Linked DNA regions of Danio rerio: region 1 is linked to region 2. A link is a contact called in public Hi-C data. All regions are on one chromosome and are shown on one strand. Each heading gives the region's core, a stretch centred on a gene start, on an enhancer-like site or on the middle of the called end of the contact. The rest is flanking DNA. Distances are from core to core; before and after follow the strand shown. Region 1 holds the start of pmvk (phosphomevalonate kinase). Region 2 holds the start of znf407 (zinc finger protein 407).

Region 1 (3,791 bases), core at 949-3,448, 220 kb before region 2:
CTCATTATTTATTTATTTATTTATTTATTTATTTATTTATTTATTTATTTATATATGATATCAAAATGCATTTTCGCTTTTTTAAGTGGTTTTATGTCTTACAATAGAATATGTAATGTTCTTAATAATATTTGTAAAGGAATCACATGCCCTGTATGTTCAATTTACATATATTTAAGTTACTATGGAAAACAAGTGCATGTTTTTACCTAACCTAATATTGGATTTTTTTTAAATGCGTGTTTGTGTAAAACAAAATAATTTGCACAAAGAAATGATGGGTTTTTCTCTAAAGAAGTAGTTACTCTACGCCATTTACAGCATCATTATGGGCATTTTACGTTATTAATACCATGGTTCAAACGATGGATCTGTGACAGAGAAACTATGGGTTTTGGGAAACACTCGTCACTACATTCAATTGTTCTTTTCCCAAACTATGCATCACATGATGAAGCCGCGAGTTACGTCATTGTTTGGGAAACGCACCCCTGACTGATCTCATGAACCAGTCGCAAGTATTTGTGTTAGTCCAGGGGTGTCAAACTCAATTCCTGGAGGGCCGAAGCCCTGCACAGTTTAGTTCCAACCCTGCTCCAACACTCTTACCTGTAGGTTTCAAACAAGCCTGAAGGACTCAATTAGTTTGATCAGGTGTGTTGAATTAGGGTTGGAACTAAACTGTGCAGAGCTGCGGCCTTTTTGGAACTGAGTTTGACACCTGTGTGTTAGTCAGAGAAGAGCAAAATATTTGAATGACCTTGCATCTATTTAGGCCTTTTTATATATATAAGAACTGAAATAATTTCTCTGTTTTTTACAAAATATTGTGAGTTCACTAAATCCTGGCTGAATAAATTACATTACTAAAACAAAAAATATTTTTTAAGATGAATATTTGATAATATAACTTTTTTTTTAATAAACGTATTGCTATAAAAAGTGGTTTATTGGCCTATTTCCTTTTAGCAAAGAAGTATTAGATTTGAAGGTGTGCGAATGTGGTTAATATTATTATAGAAAATGTTTTCCTATCTTTTAAGACAGGGGTCACCAATCCTGGTCCTGGAGGGCCGGTGTCCCTGCAGGGTTTAGCTCCATCTTGCCTCAACATACCTGCCTGGATGTTTCAAGTATACCTAGTTAGACCTTGATTAGCTTGTTCAGGTGTGTTTGATTAGGGTTGGAGCTAAAATCTGCTGGACACCGGCCCTCCAGAAACAAGTTTGGTGAGCACTGTTTTAAGAGAATGTTCTGGGAACTAAAACAAAACTACCCGCGGAAAACAGTAATGCAACATTGCTTGGTAATATGCTTAGAGCATGTAGAGAACTGAAAATTTCTAGTTGGGATATACTTTGAATAACGCATGTTATGTCTCTCTTGATGGACTCACATCTGATGGTGTGAAAGGATGATTTTGGTCTCTTCTCAAAACTGTCCCCGAGCTTCAACACATGCTCTTCTTTATCCAGCGGCGGGTTCGAGCTGCCGTTCATCACTGCGCGTCACATTGAATTCACCAACTTCACCCAAAATGAAAAAATCCTCGGTTTATCCACATGTAAACAAAGACAAAAGGAGAAGACGCTAAAAGCAAAACAATCCTGACAGATTCAAAACTTCCGGGTCACAGAAACCAAAAATAACGCATTCACCTTAGATGTTTGGTTTATTTTACTTTTAAAAATACAAGTTTTATCACTTAAAAAATAATTTCCTTTATAAACCGCACTTGGGGAATAACAAATAAGAATGAAATACAGAAACAAACGTTTTTGTGGTTTCACTTCCGGGTCAGTGAAAAAAAGTGTTTATAAATACGTAAACAATGTAAGATTATTATTTTATTGAACTTTTTCTGATACTATTTAAATATCTGCATAAATTAAAAACACTCTGGTAACTTATTTACATGAAATGTAAATATATTTAGCACATACCCAGTAAGTTGATGGCGTGACACTCGTCCGATTACCGTAGCTACACAAAAACACCAAACATCCTGTTTCCACACTTCCACATTTCACTTAGATATCCTTTTAGATGACAGAAAAAACATCGCATACGCCAATAAAGTTTTAAAGTAACACAAATAAAGAAAATAGTTAAGCAAACAGAAGAACCAAAGACGCTTATATTATTTTTAGGTTACATTTTTTTGGTAGTTACGGTAAAGCGACATAAAGCGGTTCCTGATTCATATTGAAGGCTGTAGTCCTCGACATGTGTCAGTTGTGTACACGAGTATGAAGTACACATCACATGTAATTACAACCATGGCAACTACACAACCTAGCATCATTCTGTTATTCAGTGGGAAGCGAAAGTCAGGAAAGGACTATGTGACAGATTTAATACAGAAAAGGTAAGTTCTCTAGTTCTCTATAGCCCTGTCGCGTGAACAGATTAAACTCGGTAATAAAGATGCTTTTATTTTATATTTCAGACTGACTGCAGAGATGTGCTGTATTCTCAGACTGTCTGCACCCCTCAAGGAGCAGTACGCAAAGGTAAGTTACACTTCTGCAACCTAACTGAAATAACTCACGTTCGTGGTGCAAAATAAAGTACACTGACTACCTGACAGTCCTGTCGTCGAGCCCAGTTGTAAGAGCAACAAATAATACCTCACTTCTAGTTGATCATTTGGAGAAGTGGCAGAAGGTAGATTATTATTTTATTTTTTTTTAGATGAATCATCTGTTGATCTGCATTTAAATCATCAAAAATGCTGCAGAATATCTATTGCAAACAGCATGGATCAAAGATTGTCAGAGAAATCAGTCAAGTTCGGTGAAGGAAAAATCATGGTTTGGGGTTACATTCAGTATAGGGGCGTGCAAGAGATTTGCAGTGGATGGCAACATCAACAACCTGAGGTATCAAGACATTTGTGCTGTACATTACATTAAAAACCACAGGAGAGGGCAAATTCTTCAGCAGGATAGCGCTTCTTCTCATACTTCAGCCTTCACGTCAAAGTTCCTAAAAGTAAGCAAGGTCAAGGTGCTCCAGGATTGACCAGCCAAGTTACCAGAACTGAACATTATTGAGCATGTCTGGGGATGAAGATGGAGGAAGTCCTGAAGATGAATCCAAAGCAATCATGATGATCTCTGGGAGTCCTGCAAGAACGCGTTCTTTGCCATTCCAGATGACTTTATTAATAGTCCTCCAAGCTCATGATGGAGTCATACACAATATTCATTATTTTCCACTGCAGCATGACTTAATATTCTATACTGGACATTATTTCTGTTAATGACAAGACTTTTGTCTAAGCAAAGTCAGACCTTAATTAAATAATTAAAAATCAAGGCATGATCATATTTTATTTTGCTAAAATAATCATAATCTAGACGCCTTTGCCTTTCATATAAGCCACTTTCTATACCAAGTGATCAACTATAGATCAAGTTATTATTTGTTGTTCCTAAAACTTGGACAGGCGACAAGACTTTTGTCAGGTAGTGTACACTACAATTAACAAGTGATAAGAACAATGAATAAAATTGTAATTAACACAAAAAAATGACTATAAACATATTATTTATTTTACTGTTTGAATAAAATGCAGCAATATATTTTGTTTATGGTGGTTCATTCCGCTGTGGCGCCCTCTGCTGAAGGAAAGTGATTAAATGATGTACAAAAATCCTAATTTTCACAAATAAGTGTATTTTTTTATTCAAGTACAGTTCAATAAATGATCATCTTGAACTTATTATTAAAATATATTTAAACATGCTAACAATTTGTTAAAAATGCTGTCAGTGATTTGAAACTTG
Region 2 (3,789 bases), core at 959-3,458:
GCAATTGTTAGTACAGGTTTGGATTAGTGGTGGGCCGTTATCGGCGTTAACACGCTGCGTTAACATGAGACTCTTACTGGCGATTAAAAAATATTGCTGTTAATCTATTCTCAAAGTTGGGTTGGGAGCTGGGTATTCTACGTAAGCTATGTTGACTTTCACCTTAATATTTTACCACGGATGAATACCTGGCCGGTGAGCCGTCTGACAAAAAAGCGCCCTTCTGAATCAAATCAGCAGGATGCCTGACTTTAACTGCAGTTCGGCAGTTTCACTTTAAATCATGAACATTTCATTCATGCCGCCATGACAAACTAGGATATTAGACGCAAATAAGGAGTAAGGACTGGTGAGAGTGTCATGAAATTTAATAACGCACACCAAACGGAAAGAAAAAAACATTCCGCATTCCGTGATGTGTGTGTGTTTGTGTGTGTGTGCGGTCCTTTATTGATAGCAGCATATGTGGATCTTGTCGGAAAATTTGGCGGTAAGTCCTACATGATCGTAATAGTTTGATTGCAGTGTTTACTTCAATAATGCCACTAATAAAAGCATACTCAACATGTCTTAATTCCATTTCTGTTTAGTTCAGCTCTGACTTTAGTTGGATTAAAGTGATCAAAAATCACTGTTTCGAGCTTATGTAGGCCTACAGTTCAACATTCATGTTTAACTGAATAAACAGTAAACACAAGTACATCTTATTGAACATCATTTATTTTCATCACCAATTATTATAGTAGAACAGTTTCTCAAGGAGTTTGTGATGCATTTTAAAAACAGGAGATGAGCCCCTGGTCTAATGCGCCATCTGGCTTGAGAAACCCGTTCTCAAAGACGTATTATTTAGGTAGCACATATATTCTGAATTCCTTCAGCAGAATTCAAATGAGCCATTTTAATCTAGATTAAAAAATGAATTTGCATGCATGTGTGCTATTAAACTGATGTTTTTTTTCTATACGCATGTTTTTTCTTAACTTGCTGCATGTTTCTTTTTTTTTTGCATGTGATGGGAGAATTTGCAATTATGCTAGAGTATGTGTGTTGTCAATTTGATGGAGATTTGTGAGTGTTTTCCTATTTGCATGTGTTTTAATAACTTGCAGAGCGGTTTAGCTCACTGCCACCATACTTCTGTGACAAAACAAAACATGATTTTATTATAGTAAAAGGGTGGTAACAATGTTGTTGACTACCAGGAAATGTACCAAAAACTTGAGAAAGATCACTTTAAACTATTTTATAACAAATGTTTAGTGCGGGTTATTGTTCTGATACAAGACCTGATACGTGAATCAAATAACAGAATACAAAACACTGACATTGCACTCTGAACTGAGATATTTATATTATATTTGATAGCTGAACTGAAGTAGAAGCTTGTTCTTCAATATTGTTTTAGTCATACAGACCAAAAACTATATGAATTAAACACATAATTCTATCTTAAATTGTTATAAGCGAGAATGAAAGTAAAAATGAAAATGGAAACTTATAGAGTCAACAGTTTAAAATTGAACACAATAAATAACATACTTGAATATATAATATTAATAATGAAATGAGCATAATAAAAAGAAGCTTGCATTTATAATCACTCTGTTACACTAACTTTTACACTGCAATGTTGTAAATATATTCCGCTGACATATAAACACAATAAGGTAAGCGCTTTAATGCAATGGTTTATATATAGTAGTCTCTACTTGTACATTATTTAACGTTATATGGCTAAAACAGTTGGTGTCGGAAAATTAATATATAAACTTTAAACAGTAATGTTAAACTTTAATTAACCCAGTTTGCCATGTTTATCTTCTTTCTCTGACATGAAAACGTTTCCTTTTTACTTCCTATTGCCGTTACTTTATTTGGCTGGCGTGGCTCTCGTCCAATCAAAAGCCGGAATTCTTGCGTTCGTCCAATTAAAACACGGGGAAGGCGGGCTTTCGCTTGAGTACTGAAACGACGGCAGCACAGAGGCCCCAAAAGCGTATCATGACTCACTTATAAATCCTTTAGCTTACGCGCTAGTTAGCGACAGGAACATAGTTAACCTGCATATATTACGCTTATAACATCAGATCTGCGTTTATGCTGTTTAAAAAAGTTTAGTTTGAATGCTATTACCTGAAATGTTGCTCGTATTCCTTCAGTTCGCGCGTTCTGCTCTTGGTCACAAACGGCGCACCGTAGTCTGCTAGCTGTTACGTCAACCGATACGTAAGACGTAAGCCAGGGATGTTTTCACGATGGAGTAGATGGCAACCTCAAACTGGTTCCATCTGCATCACGTGCTCCTATCGCTGAGCTGAACCCCAAATGACTCGGTGAACCGTTGTATGAACTTCTTTTTAAATATTTTTATCAATGTAAATTGATAGAACAAATACATTTATAAACACAGAGACAAATAAATGTAAAAGTAGCACAGCAATAAGCCCAAAAACATACATAACACCAGGGTAATAATGACAAAAATAATGTAATAAAGTTACATCTTAAAAAAAACAAGGAGAAAAAACAGTTTTCATTGCTTTTGGACTAAATTCTAGACCGGATAGTTTCCAAATATTGCTTACAGTCATTTATGGGTAAATAATAATAATAATAATAAAAAGCTTTAGAGCGAATAAACCTTTGTTTATGAATATAAAACTTGGCTAACAGAAAACATAAATTAATTATAAACCCTTTTCCCAAGTTTTCTTGAGAATCGTCTAACAACCAAAGAAAATATTATTAAAACAGAAGGAAAAGTCACATGTAATATAAAACTGAATAAACACCGACAAATCTGGCCAAAATATATCTTTATTCAAAAAATAAATGAAGTCACCCTTTGAAAAGTGATCTTGTTGGTAGCGAGGATACAAACAAAGCTTCTGGAAACTCGAATCAAATGATTCAAAGCAAAATGATTCACTGTTTCTAGGTAGGCCTACTCGAAACATAACAGCCATCTGGTGGTAAAGATGGTGTAATGCAACGAAAGCACAGCTCAACGTATTTTTTACATTTCAAAAGTGTTCACTACGAATTGGTGGTTCATTCCGTTGTGGCAAGCCCTGAGCAAGGAAGCGAATTAGCTGAAAGAAAGGTGGGGAGTTTTTACTAATACTGTTTTACTTTTATTATAGTGTTGTTTTTGTTTGTTGGGCAAACTAGATGAATAGGGTATACACATGCACTTTGAATTTTAGCCAGCCAGCGCTTTCGGTGAACTGTCTTTCTATTATAAAATTGTCATGTTAAGGTCTTATTTCTTTAAAAATCTGTGATCTTCACTGCCTGATTGATATACAGATGCGAAAAGAGTACTGAAAAATCATACTTAAGTATAAGTACCAATACTTGTCTAAAAATGAGGTGCAAGTAGAGTAAAAGTAACTTTTGTAAACATTACTCAAAGAGTAAAATTAGACCTTTCAAAAGTACTTAAGAGCAGTAGGCATGGACCGGTATAAGTTTCTGACAGTATGATGACCTTGGATAAAAATATATAAATGAAAAAATGTATTAGTAAAAATGTCTTAGTAAACCCCCCCCCCCCCCCCCCCCCCATTTAACACAATATATTACATTTTAGGAAACATTTATAATATTTTGGAACAGTAAACATGTCTGGTTACATGGTTAAAATAAACCATTGACATCTACCATCTTCATTAGCTTCAAAAACACTGATTTCTTTACAACATGTTTAAAAACATAAAAAAAAAAAAAAAAACCTCTACGTTTACCTTAGAAACTGAATAACAAAACATTTTTGCGGTTTTAATA

Evidence for each region. Hi-C and Micro-C count contacts between places; a contact is called where the count stands out from the background.
Region 1: a contact with region 2 is called in a Hi-C map of hematopoietic stem cells, with 2.4 times the contacts expected there. The contact joins the promoter of pmvk here to the promoter of znf407 in region 2. A contact is called at or near these places in 2 of 18 Hi-C or Micro-C datasets (caudal fin and hematopoietic stem cells).

Annotation. Positions count from the first base shown.
Region 1 is chr16:7,227,500-7,231,290 of GRCz12tu, reverse strand. pmvk (phosphomevalonate kinase) reads left to right here and starts at 2,198. Exons shown (of 5, transcript NM_001083579.2): 1 at 2,198-2,368; 2 at 2,450-2,513. The coding sequence starts at 2,280. It overlaps eaf1 (ELL associated factor 1), which reads right to left and starts at 1,570. Exons shown (of 6, transcript NM_001002115.1): 1 at 1,397-1,570. The coding sequence starts at 1,499.
Region 2 is chr16:7,011,427-7,015,215 of GRCz12tu, reverse strand. znf407 (zinc finger protein 407) reads right to left here and starts at 2,208. Exons shown (of 10, transcript XM_073925777.1): 1 at 2,137-2,208.